Linked DNA regions of Callithrix jacchus: region 1 is linked to region 2. A link is a contact called in public Hi-C data. All regions are on one chromosome and are shown on one strand. Each heading gives the region's core, a stretch centred on a gene start, on an enhancer-like site or on the middle of the called end of the contact. The rest is flanking DNA. Distances are from core to core; before and after follow the strand shown.

The links. A called contact is a pair of places that touch in the nucleus more often than the background predicts.
Region 1: a Hi-C map of skeletal muscle shows a contact between it and region 2, with 9 times the contacts expected there. The contact joins the promoter of SH3RF3 here to the enhancer-like site in region 2. A contact is called at or near these places in 2 of 3 Hi-C or Micro-C datasets (both in skeletal muscle).

Annotation. Positions count from the first base shown.
Region 1 is chr14:19,989,542-19,996,774 of calJac240_pri, reverse strand. SH3RF3 (SH3 domain containing ring finger 3) reads left to right here and starts at 3,369. Exons shown (of 9, transcript XM_054244686.2): 1 at 3,369-5,217. The coding sequence starts at 4,654. It also overlaps the pseudogene LOC144579235.
Region 2 is chr14:19,731,636-19,738,876 of calJac240_pri, reverse strand. All of the region lies in intron 3 of SH3RF3 (SH3 domain containing ring finger 3), which reads left to right. Among named protein-coding and RNA genes, the nearest start is that of SH3RF3, 260 kb to the left of the region's middle. Within about 2 kb of position 2,651, at least 2 of the 16 cell types and tissues checked have an H3K27ac peak or open chromatin away from gene starts, as enhancers often do. A contact at or near this core is called in skeletal muscle, where this site is marked.

The sequences.
Region 1 (7,233 bases), core at 2,120-4,619, 260 kb before region 2:
CACCTGGTAGAGATCCTCCGGGGCTCTGCAGCTACAGCTGCTGTTCAGTGCAGTGACGATTGTCTCATATAGAGGGGCGTCGTTGCCTGTAAATAACATGTATCCATTTATCCATTTCGGTTCCCAGTTGCAAACAACAAAGATTGACTCTGATTGATTTAACAAAAACCGAACTAAGGAAATGAAATTGAGAAATCCATAGGATCAACAGCAAGGCCAGGAAAGCAGTGGAGGCTACAGCCCAGGCTCAGCAGGCAGTCACATCTGGGGCTGGCCAATGTGTGCCCCCACTCTGAGATGCTACAGGCCACTCTGCCCAACAGGTGAGCACCAAGCTGCAGGCACTGCTGCTGCCGGCTACCTGCCCCACAGCAGCTGAACTTCAGGTGCTCCCTCTGCCCACATCACTCTACCTCTCAGAGCGTAGTGGGGTGGGGCAACTTATGATTGGCTAAGCTTGAGTCACATTCCCACACCTTAGCAGAGTGGGGTGGGGGTTAGAATTATCTATCACCACGTGGAGCATCTTCCAAATCTAAAATGGAGTTCAAATTTTGGGCAGCCAAAAACCTGACATACAGCCATCCAGTCCTGTTTCCTCTGAGCCTTTTTTCTTTTGGACAGATGCCCACTGTTCCTTCATCTGAAACTCATGGACCAGGCTTCCAGATCCCTTACAACACTGTCATTAATTTTTGGTACCCAGAATTGGAAGTAATCTCACAAATGAGGTCTGACAAGTCTGAGGTACAATGAGATTATTTTTTTCCAAACCCTGACCCCTGCCTTAACTTTCATGAAGGCATCTGAAGATTTCATTACTTCTCTAGTCAGCCATACTGCATAGATGACTCATGTTGCCTCAAACGATGCTTGTGGTCAACTGAAATCCCCAGATCTTTTTAGGAAAGGCTGTAAAGCCAGGTTGTCTCAATTACTTACTTATTAATTGGCTTATTGAACATGGGCAAATTTAACCAAATATCTTAAGACTGTATTTGTAATACTTCAACTATTTAGTTCATACCCTTAAATTCCCTCACGCTATAGCATAGTATACTTGGCTACTTCAACCAGAAATTGCAAACTGATGGTCTGTGGGCCAATTTGACCACACATGTATTTTGTTTGGCTAATATGGTGGTGTTTGAGAACTGAATCTGTTGCCAACTGTTGAACATCAGGAGATGTCATGTAAAAAGCAGCACTTCCAACTTCTCTTGAAAGGTACGAAGATCTGGCAACATTTGGTTGTCAGTCCTCCAGGACTGGATCTGGGCAGCAGCCACTTCCTCTGAAAGGTGCAGATGAAGCTTGCTACAGTCCCCACCAGGCCCTATTACCTTGGCCTCAACCTGTTTCATTAATTTCATGCCCTGCCCAGTCACTGTGGACATCTGGGTAGACAGTCTGTGTGTCCTGTGGGTGCTGGTTGTGGCAGGGGCAAAAGGGGTAAAGTGGAGGCAGAAGAAAGCTGGGAAAGCAGGGCTTCAGTGGCCCTATCTTGCTCTTGTCTGTCTTGGGTTGTGCAAGATAAAGATATGTTGAGGGCCGAGATGTCATGGTGAGCTTCTAGCATGGGCATCTGTTGTTCTGACTGCCCAGCATAGCAAGTCTTCTGGAAACTCTCACTTCTACTGTGTGACTGCACAGGGTGCTGCCAGGTTTCAGATGATCCTGCTCCTGTGGCAAAGGCACACGGGTCCAAAGAGGGACCACTGGTCCATGCTAGTGATAGAGTTTTAGAACTTCTAGAAGTGGCTGATGCTGTTGGAAGAAAGACTCATGGAGTTTTGACCACGTTTTCTGTCATGTGGGTTGGGAAGCAGAGGCAGCTGGTGCAAGAGAGGGAGGGGTCGAGTCAACAACTAGAGACATGGACAGCAAGACACACTGCGGGCACTATCTGTGTTAATCTGGCCTAGCTCTTAGCCTGGGATTCTATGGGATGCCTCTTATTCTTGGTGTATATTCTGCTCCCTTTAAAATCTACCAGGAGTTGGTTTCTGTTGCTTGCAACCAGAAGCACCAGTCCTCGCTCTTTGTGAGCCCTCCCAGTGCCTAACGGGTCCCCTTTTTATGCTCCCCCTTGCATCCTGTGTCTACCATCTGCTCTTGGATCAAGCATCCTTGTTCCTGAGCAAGGGTAAGAGTGAAAGGTGGCTCATGTGAATATGCTTCCATGCACTGTGAGGTGCACACCCTTCCTTCAGCCCTCAAGGGAAGCCAGGCAGCTCTGGGATGGCTTCCATCTCACCCTGTTCTTAGCGCTGATATAAATCATACAGATGGAAATCCACACTGCTGAGAGATATCTGGGTTAGGAAAGCCACCTGCTGCTATCAGGGACAACGTTTCCAGTACTAGCATCCTGATAGAAGCACAGAATATGTGGAATTGAGATACTAAGATCTGCACTCAAATCACTAGTAGGTGAAGAGAGAGAGACAGCCTTTCATTCATTCTACAAATATTTATTGAGCACCTACTATATGTCAGGCACTGTCCTAGGCACTAAGGATATTACAGTGGAAAAGATCTGTAGCTTACAGAGAGCTTACATTCTAATGGCATGTAAATTTTATGTGTTAAGTTCTGGGGATACAAAAATGAAAATTCAGCCCCAATGGCTTTACAAGTATGGGTATCACTTTCCTCATTTGTAAAATGAGTTTAAAATAATTATCACAGGCCGGGCATGGTGGCTGACACCTGTACTCCCAGCACTTTGTGAAGATGAGGGTGGAGGATCGTTTGAGCTCAGGAATTTGAGACTAGCCTAGGCAACATAAGGAGACTCTGTCTCTACAAAGAATTTAATTAAAAAAAAAAAAAATAGCCAGGTGTGGTGGCACGACTCTAGTTCCAACTATTCAGGAGGCTGAGGTGGGATGATGGCTTGAGCCTAAGAGTTCAAGGTTGCAGTGAGCCGTGATCGCACCCTGAACGAGATCATGTCTAAAACTATGTAAGTAAATACAAATAAAATAATTATCTCACAGAGCTGTTCAGAGGATTAAGTAATACATAGCAGGCTCTTGGCCTTTAAACCTCAACAAATACTACTTTTCCCTAAATAATAATAAAAAGATCATACAACTTCACAAAAAACAGAGACAGGCTGGCCGGTAGGCGAGCCCTCCACGTCTCTTGTGACATTAGCCCTGGCAGGACCGGCGGTGCAGTGTCCAGCCAGTCCTGGTTTGTGCGGAGCCGCGGACGGGAATCCAGCCGGTCCCGGCGGGAACGCAAAGTGGCCACGAGGGGGCAGCGCACGGCAGGGAATATTCGCCGCCGACCCCAGCCCACAGCCAAACTTCCCTGCTGCTCCCGGTCCGCCTGTACGTATTTCCGTTGCTCTGACGCTCCTAGAAGCCGGGGCGTCGGGAAGGAGAGCGCGAATTCCCCCTTCTCTGCGCCTCCGGAGGAAAAAAAAAAATCGGAGCGGGGTTCACGAGACTGCGCCGCAGCGGGCGCTGGAGCCCCTCACACTGCGCCGCCAAGGGTGCGGCGCGGAGCCTGGAGCCCCGCGCCAGGGTGCTGGTAGGCGGTCGGCGGCGCCTGCCTCTGACTCGCGACTCCGGAGAGCCAAGGTTGCCGCCGGGAGGAGTCGGCGCCGGCCCCGAGGTACCCTCTTCAACCTGAGCGCCTTCCCTTCCTGCCTTGCGGGGCATCCTCACACCCACACCCGAACGAAGCTCTGGGGCTGTCACTTCTGCGTGCCGCTCGGAAAGGAGTCTGAACTGGGAGCGCTCTGGGGAGTCGTCGGGGAGGATGCCCAGGCGTCGGCGGTGTTCCCAAGCTGCTCGCCGGCGCTGGTGAGGAAGGCAGTCGGGATAACGCCGCCCAAACTTTCCTTCGCAACAGCCTTGACAGGAAACGTTCCTATCCGAGGCTCACGAAAAGCCGAAAAAGCCTCCGGCGCCTGGAGGAGGCAGGGCCAAGCCTGCGCAGGAGGGGTTCCCCGGAGCCCTGACGATGTCGTAGGGGACAAGGCCAATCGCCGGCGTGCGCCCAGGCGAAGGGAGGTCCCGCGGGCGCGGCGCGTCCTTTCCTGCGCCCTGCAGTGACTGAGACCTCCGCGCGCACCCCCGCGCACGTGCTCGCGGCCGAGGAAGAGGAAGGGTCCTGCTGAACCCCAGGCAGGACAGCGACTCGCGAGCAGGCCAGGGGCGCATGGAGGTGTCGCGGGGGCTGTGCGGCTCGCCAGCTGCGCGGGGGAGCGCGCACGCCGCGCCCCGGCCTCCGCGGGGACCTGGCCGGCCGCTGCTCGCACTTCCTGCCGCGGATCTCCCAGCCGCGAGCCGCCGCTTGCAGCACAGAGCTGGTTGAGCTTCGTGCCCGGCAGTATCCCCCGCCCCCGGCGCGAGGCTGGAGCGCGGCGGGACAGGTGTAGCAGACGCTGCGCTCAGGACTGGGCGGGCTCGGCTCGCCGGGAGTTGGCTTGCCGCGCGCGGAACTCGAGTCCCTGCCACGCAGGCCGGTGGGCGCGCCACTTCGCACCGCCACAGCCCTAGCCTCGGGCCACCATCCAGGGTGAAAAAGTCACGGCAAAGCCCGGCTCCCGGGTCCTGATGCCGGCTGCCGGTGGCGGGATCCACGCCGACCCCAGGACCTAGGCAGCCGCGCGAGACCGCTGCCGGCGCCTCCCCCATGCTGCTCGGAGCGTCCTGGCTGTGCGCGTCCAAGGCGGCCGCCGCTGCTGCGCAGAGCGAAGGCGACGAGGACAGGCCAGGCGAGCGGCGGCGGCGGCAGGCGGCGGCCACGGCCGCGGGGGCGGGCGAGGACATGGACGAGTCGTCGCTGCTGGACCTGCTGGAGTGCTCCGTGTGCCTGGAGCGCCTGGACACCACTGCCAAGGTGCTGCCGTGCCAGCACACTTTCTGCCGCCGCTGCCTGGAGAGCATCGTGTGTTCGCGCCACGAGCTGCGCTGCCCTGAGTGCCGCATCCTGGTGGGCTGCGGCGTGGACGAGCTGCCGGCCAACATCCTCCTGGTGCGCCTGCTGGACGGCATCCGTCAGCGGCCCCGCGCGGGCACAAGCCCCGGCGGCAGCCCACCCGCGCGGCCGGTCCCCGGCCAGAGTGCGGCCCCCACGCTCGCGGGCGGCGCGGCAGGCAGCGCCCCGGGTTCCCCTGTTTTCCTCTCCGCCGCCGCGGGCAGCGCCACTGGCAGTCTGCGGGAGCTGGTGACCAGCAGGAGCGCGCCGGTGGCAAAGGTGGGTATCTGTCTCCGCGGAAGTGACCCCCATGCGTGGGAGTGTGTGGGTGAGTGCTTGGGCGTGGGAGGCAACCATGAGGTGGGGAGGAGACCAGGGGTGGCCCAGCGTTGAGACACTCCGCTCTACGAGCAACTTCGCTTGCTCTGTGGCGGCATCTGGTCCTTCGCTTGTTCACGTGTGTCCCATCCTCCCGCAGGGTGGGCACGCGTTTCTGTCCCGCCGCTCACCCTCTGTTCCTTGGCCGGACCTGTTACCCTGCCTCTGAAACTTAGCATCGCCCTTGCATCTCTCTAGAAATCTGGTGGAGGGGCTTCCTCTGGATCCCCAGATGCTCTCTCTGCACACCCTGGGCCTGCCTGGAGAAAAGTTAGGCTTCACGTTTCTGACAGGACTCTGATGTCTGCACTGCGAAGCCGGCGGACCTCCTGCCTGTGCGTCTGGCTGAGGAGGGGCGGGCAGAAGGCAGAGTGGGACTGGGGTTTGGAAGAATGCTGATCACAAACTCCTTATAGTAGTCTGGAAGGAGTTAACCTGGAGACCCCAGGAGCCTTTTGACCCAGCCCGTTTTGGACTTGGCAGTGTCTGCCCAGAAGCCAAGGTCTTCTGGGCTCCCAGGCAGAGTTGTGTTCCCACGTGGGTCGTTACTTATTTTTATTATTATTCTTTCTGGTACAGCCTCATTGTAGGGCCTTAACTGCTTCTGTTTTAGGCGAAAGACCTTGTCTGGACGGCTTCAGTGATTTGGTTTCAAAAGCTTCTTGCAGCCTGTCATAACATACCCTCGACACCTTGGGAGAGGGTAGCCCATGGGATGCTGGTTTAAATGAGAAAAAAAAGGATCCGGGTTTTGTTTATTTATTTAAGTGGAGAGAAGTACTTAAATGTTACAAAATATGTTGTCTATCTGTTGGGATAATCATTTGCTTTAGAAACACAATTTTATTCCTCTACTTTTGACCGTTTAAAAGGTTGGTGGTGCCTAGTGCTTCCACTATGTATGATCTTGAAATGCTGGTGAAATTCTAGCACCTGGTTTAGGCAGTCTGCAAATCTCTAAGGTTAAGGTTAGAAACTTAAACCCTTGGATGCTGAGCTTGAGTTAAATGCCATGTTTTGCTGCAATGGATTTTTTTCCCCATGGATCAAGAAGAATGGACAGTTAAGGATAGTCACCCTGGGTCACTTGGGGTTGCTGCTGAAGGGGAATTTTTTTTATCTTTAGTTTTAGTTGTGATGAAATCCAGCTAAATGCTTGCGTTAAAAATTTTCAAACTTTTCCTTCTTGGCCTTGCTGTTTTTGATTTAAGGTATTATAATTAAATATCTTTGTTTGCAGAGTAAGCGGGTTACCTTCTTCTTTTCTGATAATTGTATGATATTTGGAGCCCTGCTTCTGGTAAAAGGCCATTTGTTTATAGATGTCCTCCCAGTTTATCTTGGGGGACTTGTGTTTTACCAGGAGGTTAGGAGGTAACCTCTGCAGTGTGACAGGCTAAAGCTTTGACGCCACTCTGGAAATTCTGTAACATTTGTAGTACCTTTTAGAACTTGTCAAAGGGGTTGAAGCTTGGAACTTCCAGTCGTGACACTTAGTAGTAGCAGGAAATTGATGTTTTACTCGCCAGATTTTGAGACCCTTGGTTGACTTCCTCTATGGGTGCATAGTCATGTTCATGACTTTTTATGCTTTCTGGTTGTTGCTGCATCTTGTTTAACAGATGAGCACTTATTTAACTAATAACCAGGAGTTCTGTATGTTGTATTAACACTAAACTACCGCTATACTACCTTGCTGGGATGATAGCATTAAGTCCAACACATGCTTCCAGGGTGGGGAAGGATTGTAATAGACTATGAGGCATTGAGCAACCCTATACACTTGACTGACAAAGATCTCAGCTGAAAATTACTTTTGGTACTTTACTGTCCATTGGAATTGCTTGACTCCTCCCAGCAAACTTGAATGCTGGATATTTCTGCATGTTATTTAATAGAGGGGCATTTATTTAACTA
Region 2 (7,241 bases), core at 1,402-3,901:
CCATGGAGTCTTGGATGAGGAAGGAGGTACTAACTCTTAGCTGCAGGGCAGCTGAAGATTCTTTGGCAGACCTTGGTTTTGAGGGCTTGCTTTGGGGGCCTCACTGTGGTGTTCCCTTCCTGGGCTCCCCACCATGAGGTGAGTCTGGCCCAGGGTGTGCAGATTTACCTGCCGCATCATAGGGCACTGGCAGAGGGTGGCCCCCAAACTCTCTGGAAGGTCTCAGCATGAATGCCACTGTGGGCTGCGTGACAGCTGGCCCCCAGAGGTAGACAAGGGGGATGCGTGCCACCTGCCTCTTCTGGGACCACCCTGCACCTGACAGGGACAGGACTTTGTCCATTCCATGATAAGAGTGGGCTAAAATGAAAACCATTCGCTCCAACTCCCTCCTCAGATTTTTAGAAATCAACTCTTCCAAAAGCCTTGCCTGTACTCAGGCTTTACATGCAAAATTAGGCAGCCATTTGTGCAGTGCAGGTCTGCACCTGTGTTTTGAACTTGTTATCTTAATAGTCACCTCAGCTTGCTGGCCTTTTGGGCAGCCTGACAGCAGCCTGGCTTGTGTGCTTCATCCGTCACAGGACAGGGACCAGGGTAGAATGCAAACACCAAGAGGACAGGATGAGAAAGGCATCTGCCATGTGCTAGAGGCATGCAGGTCACCCACGGGCTTGGGGCCACACTCCGGTGGGACCGGCAGCCTCACATAGGTCTCCAGCACTCCTGCAGTGCTCTGGTGTTGCTTAGCCTCTGTCGAACTGTAATTCCAAGGAGGGATCTCCTCCAGGGTAGAAGCCTCTCCCATAGCAGGTGCATGGTCGTGGCTTGTGGCCAGGCAGGGAGCATGAGTCCACAGTGGTGGCACCAGCGTTTTACAGATGCCTGGGGTTTGGTGTCCCCAGTACATAGAGTTTGGCATTGTCCACCAGCCTCTGAGCCCACTAAATCTGTGAATAAAGGGAAGGAAACAGATCAACCTCCCACCCTTTGTAACTGAGGCTGGCGTTTGTCCTGTGTGAGAATTTGCCTGACCTACTTTTCATGTCATCTTTAACCTCCCAAAAAAAGGTCTGAGTTTTAAAAAAATTGAAACAGGGTCTTGCTCTGTCACCCATGCTGAAGTATAGTGGCATGACCTCTCAGGCTCAAGTGATCCTCCCAACTCAACCTCCTGAGTAGCCAGGACTGCAGGTGCACACCACCACGCCCAGCTAATTTGTGTTTATATTTTATAGAGACAGGGTCTCATTAGTTGCCCAGGCTGGTCTTGAACTCCTGGTCTCAAGCAACCTATCCGCCTTGGCCTCCCAAAGTGCTGAAATGAACCACAAACATGAACCACTGAACCCAGCCCAAAAATGCCTGATTTTTAAAGACCCACATGTGGTCTTTAAAAATCTCTAAAATGACCCCAACCCATTCCAGTAGTCATGGGCATAGGTATACCTCAGTGAATGTATTCATTATTTTACCTCAAGATATAGCAAGAGGGGAAGGGCCTTCCCATGTTCCACAGAGACTAGGTGATGGCAGCAGAATTCAATGAGACATCTCAGAAGAGGGGTGAGCAGCGGCCATGGTGCTGCTCGTTCACTGTGTGACTTGGAACGAGTCACTTAACCTCTCTGAGCCTCAGTTTCCTCATCTGTAAAATGGCCACATTGCCGTCACCTCAGATAGTTGATATGAGGGTCAGATGGGCATGTGTGGGGATGAAGATAAAGTTGGGCGTGCCAGGCCAGGGGTGGTCACCAGATCCCTTCCTTCTTACTGGCTTAGTCACTGACCAAAAGTCCCCAGTTTGGGGAGCCTTTCTCCTTAAAGGCTCTGGGAATGTTCCACAAACAACCCTTCAGAATGAGGGGTGCCTATGAGGAGGGCGAATCAGTGGTAAAAAGAATCCTTCCCTCTCCATGCTTAGTCTCCTAAAGAATGACATGTTTTACATCCGGCAAGTGCTGATCGAAGCCCAGCCCAGCCATCTTGCCTGCCCATCTCAGCGAGGGGAAGCTCCCAAGATGTCTCCCAGTGAAAGCTTCTGGCCTTTCTTCATCTGCTCCTGAGTTTGTGAAGCTCTAAGGAGTAACAGGCCAACGGCCAGCTGTGGTGGCCTCTGCCACACTCAGCAACGAGGGTGGAAGCTGCAGAGGAAGGCAGATGCCCCACAGGAGTCTCTGGAACACGCGAGTCTGGTCCTTGGAGGGTTCCCAGGGAGGTGCTGCTGTTGGGAAGCTGAGCTTGCAAGTAGTGTTCCAGAGCTTGCTACCACAGTGGGGTCTGCCAAGAGCAGCAGCGTCTTCTCTCGGGAGCTGGCAGAAATGCAGAAACTTGGCACCAGTCCATACCTGTTGAGCCGGAGTTGGCCTCTGTGAAGGAGCCCTAGGTCGTTCAGTACAGACTGAAATAGAAACTCTTTGATAGCAAGTTTTTTACAGAGCCCAGGACATGGTAGGTCCTCAGTCCATTTTTGTTTTCTGAATGGTGCTTCTGTGAAGTCATGGGTCGCCTTCTTGTTAAACTGTGAGTGCTTGCCCTCCTGCTTGCTCCTTCAGCTTCCTGGATTTCCACCAAAATATGGATTTAGGGACCCATTCCCTCCTTCAGATCACACTCCCAAAGCTCATGGCTTGGTACTGAGGTTGCTCTATCTCCACTCTGGGTCAGGGCCGGGACCCAAGGGGCACAGCTCCTTTGTGCTGTTTTTCTTGTGAAGCTGGGAACCTCCCACACCACTGCTCTTCCTTTCGTGTTACAGCTGCTGTCCTCTCTCGTGACTGGCTTGCCAATCCTTAAAAAAAAAAATCCTCCTGACATTCAGTTTAAAGTCGCATCAATCAGACCCAGGGATTTGGGGTAACTGTACTCTGGCACCATCCTGGACCCAGCACTGAAACCCCCGGGCTGGTCCCACTTCCCCAGCAGAGACAGGAGACTCGTGGCTCCAGGAACTGTGGGGAGACAGCCTTCTCTATTCAACCCAGCCCCACCCTTGGACGCAGCCACAAGGCTATGGTGTGCTCTAAACCAAGAGCCCATACATAGAACTGTTTAAAGGATGGATGGAAGAAACTCTTCAGTTCTTCTTACCTTTCTAGACAATTCTGTGGTTGGAAAGAGGTTGTGGAAGAAAATCACATCTAGCCTAAGAAAGCTGGGGAGACAAAGCATTGGGAGGGGCTTTACTGAGCCAGGAGGCAGCCACTCGAGGTCACAGAGGCCATAGAGTGGTGAGCAAGGTCCCCTGTTGGGTGGTGAGCCCTGGCCCAACGTTTATTGTCCCATGGACAAGACTGCACTGCCCGCTTGAGGTAATTCCCCACCCCATCCAGTTCCATGTTCCCAGGAGCATCAGGCTAGGGGGTGGCCCCTGCAGAGGGGCCCCAGAACAGGGCAGACCCTGGGATGGGCACACACCTCCCCAGGTACCAGGAGCAGTCCTCATGATGAATAAAGTCACCAAGACATTTAAAATATTGATGCTATCATTTTGTTTTCATTTTGTGTGGAAGTTGAAAATGTGTTCTCTTTGCATTAAAAAAAATGGGAAAAGTTTAATTATTGAGTGCATTGGTTATGTGTGTGCACATCCAAATAGGAGGGGAACATCCACCTGATAAACAAACAAGGTGACCCCACACGCCAATGGAGCCAGTGGAGTCCTTTTCTTTCTAGATGGCACCTCGATAGGAGGGGGTGCATCCTCAGGCTGAATCCACATGGGAGGCCAGAGCCATCTGGTTTCTCTGCAGCATGGAAGCCTGTGCGTGAGATGAGTCTGCACCGAACATGGGCCCACAAGGATGTGTGCAGCCAGTGAGGGGCCTTCTGATTGGGATGGCACCAGTGCCAGATCCAGGCCCCGCTTTGTGATGTGACTAATTGGAGCTTGATGGGAAGACAATGACAATTTCCCCAGATGGTGAGTTTTGCCCCAGGATCAAGTCACAGATCTGTAACAGTACCTCAGACTCTGTGGGCCGAAGTGTGCACTACTTGCACTCCTGTGTGAGTCTGGCAAGCCCAGTCCCCAGCGGTGGGTGGAAAATGACCCCTCAGTCTCAGGTGTGTAGAGATGCATCTGCGTATTGAGGGATAGTCCTCTGGGATAGTCCACTTTGGACTTTCGGAATGAAGACTGCACAAGGCAAAGCCCCTTGGCGCAGAAGCAGAGACGAGTCAACAGGATACAGCCTAACTGCTCCTCTTCCCAGGAGGCCCCTCAGCAGCGGCTTGCCTTCCTGCCTGGCTGGGGCAGGGATGCTGGGGACATGGAAGCTTTGGATGAAGCATTGAGGACTTTCGTCTTAGAGGCAGGAGCTCTTACTTCTCCCGCTGTCTCTTGAAGCTGCCTGTCTTGGTGGAAGCTTTTTGCCTTCACTTTCAGCACCTGCCTTGGGCTGGGGTTGCTAAGGCATGAGGGACGCATGCTGCCTTTCCACCCTCACTCTCCACCGTGAAAGGGGTGCAGTGAAGTCAGTTGTGAGCAGCCTCTCAGGGACATGTGCTGGTGGCTGCACAGTGCTCAGTGACCCGTGGCACTGCTGAGGGGCCAGGCACCATGCTCCTGGCTGCATGGCCCCTGATGGAAATAGGGAGCCTGGAAATCCACGCTGACATTTAGATCAGGGCCCCATCTCTTCTGGACGTGCATACAACAACCTGTTGGTGCTTGGATTTCCTGATTTTGAAAATGGAGTTTTCAGTACCAACTCAACAGAGTCCCAGGGAGACTAAGTGAAACACTCCAGGTCTGTTCCTTTGGGGAGAAGGGAATCATTTGAGCCCAGCCTCCAGCATTATTTGTGCCATGATTGCTGTGTAATGATGTCCCAAGTGCAGGTGCATGGCAGGTGTGTTTAGAAAGTGCTCCGATGCCAGTGGGTGAGATGGATGGAGGACCGTGCTCACTGTGTGCTGCTGCTCTTTCTCTAGACCCTGTGAAGCAGGCAGAGAACACTGGGGTCCAGGAAGTCGGTCCCCAGGTATTTGGAGAGCCCGATGGAGGGCTGTGGGAGGGAATAGGCCCTGGTTTGTTCTCTGAGTAGCACTTAGGAGGAAACAAGTGAATACAGCCATAAAATAGAGCAAAACAGCTGAGCCTGGTTGGAGGAAGCATTTCAAAGGAAATGATCCTGGATTTAGATCACACATGTTGGAGCCCAGAGTGAGGTTTTTCATAACCTCCCTCTAAAAGGCAGGTATTTATAGTGGAAATGCTGACAGCCATGGGCCTGGGCGGAGTTGAAGGCTGCTGAAGGCAGCTGGAACCTGCAGCCACCCTACTCTTGCGATCTGCTTGTTCTGCCCAGAGCAGCCCTGTGATGAAGCAACCCTTTCTAATGCCACTTAAACTCAGCAGGGCTTCTGGGTTTTTTGGTTTTGTTTTTTTAACTCATCAAGGCGCTACCAGCTGTAAATGCTAGCTCTGTAGCTGAGTGAGACCTGGTGTTTCCCTTCACCCATTCACAGCATTCAAGGGAATCTCCTAGACTAGGCTGTGTCAGACTCGACTCCTGGTGGGTGTGGGGGATGAGCCCTTCCTGGCACCTGCTGGCCTCTCGTGCAAGGGCTTAGCCTGTATCTTATATGCCAAGTGTACACCGTGGCTGAGGCTCTGCCCCCTCCCCCGCCATAGCCCGCACTTCCACAGTGACTCATATGGACCTTCACTTGCCTGCTGTGGTCTTCCCACTTTTGTGGATTTCACTGACTCACTGCCTCTCTCCTCTTCCCTTCTGAATCCTGTAAGTCCTTACCAACCACTGCTGAGTTCCGTTTTTCCTGTGAAGGCTTCGAACTGCCCCCCAGTGGCCTGCCTGCAGTTTCTGGAAGGACCTTCTGCCCCTGGCCTAGGTGCCACTGTGGTGCCCTACAGCACCCAGTCGTGCTTTGCAGAGACTTTGTGGGCCCCAAACCCAAAACAGTACCCTGGCAGACAGAATGTGCCAGCTCTGCACGCAGCCACCCCACCTTGCTCAGTTTCTGCTTGGTGAGAAAACTCAGAGATGGCTCCCACTTCCTCCTGCCCTGAACTCTGTGCTTCTCCAGGGAGGTCTGCCCAGAGGGCAGCTGGCATTTACTCAGTTTCTTCTGCTACTTCTGAAAAGGGGAGGGAGAAAGAGTGGAAGCTCACAGGCATTTACCCAGCCTGATGGCATTTGCTTAACCTAGCTTGTAGCAATCCTCCCATGCTGATTCTGGCATCATATTTTCTTCCTAGCCATCTCTATGTACACAGTAAAGAGTTCCCTCTGCTTTATTCTTTCAAATCACTGCCAGTTCCCCCTATAGATATGCATATAGGCTAAGCCAAGTACAGCCTAAGAAGGAAGGGGCTCCACTGGGCACCTGAGTGGGAAACTTCCTCCAGGTATAGGGTCAGGGGACACTGTCACTCACAGATGGTGAATTGACCTAACCTCTTCCCCGCCAGACCCCACAACAGCCCAGGGAGCCTCTTCTCACAGCTGGTACATCCCCAGACTGCGTAATTCACAGACCTTGCTCCAGTGGGTGTGCCCAGGCTACCCCTCCCAGCCCCTCCAGGCAATGCTACAGCCCTGAGAAGAAGGATGTGGCTTAGCCGGCCAGGAGGGTTTATTCCCTGGTTGCTCATGGATTTGAACCTTCATGCCACCTTTCCTGATAAGCACCACCCAGGATCAGACTTTCGTCAAATTCTTCCCTGCAAAAAATAGCTGCTATTTTGTAGAACAGGCGGGAGATGTGGGAAAGAGTCGTGTCCTGAGACCTCGCTGAATCACTCAAGATGACAGATTATTGACACCTCCTGGGACACACTCAGGCCAGCTTCTGGGGCTTGACAACCTGAGTGGAGGCAGTTACTGAAAAGAGCTTCCATGGTTCATGCTGACCAGAGCAGACTCCCCTGCCACAGCTGGTCACCAAACATTAGAAAGTGCATTCCGGTCACACGCCTCAAAATCTCCGAAGACCCACAGTGCTCAAGGCAGGCTGGGAACCTGCTGTTGTGGAGCCTGCAGGGCCAGCCCACATCCTCTGATGCGGGGCTTCCTTCCCCTCTTGCCTCTGGTCCCTCACTGTCTGCAGGGCTGCACCTTGCTCCCCAGAAATGGCCAGCAGTTGAAAGATTGGGGTGACAAGGTAGTGGCCCTCGGAAAATTCTCTCCTCTCTATGAGCGTCCACCCTCCGTCATGGCTCCTGGGGTTTTTGAGCTGCCCAGAAAGCTTTTCAATAAAACCTATGCTGCCCACCA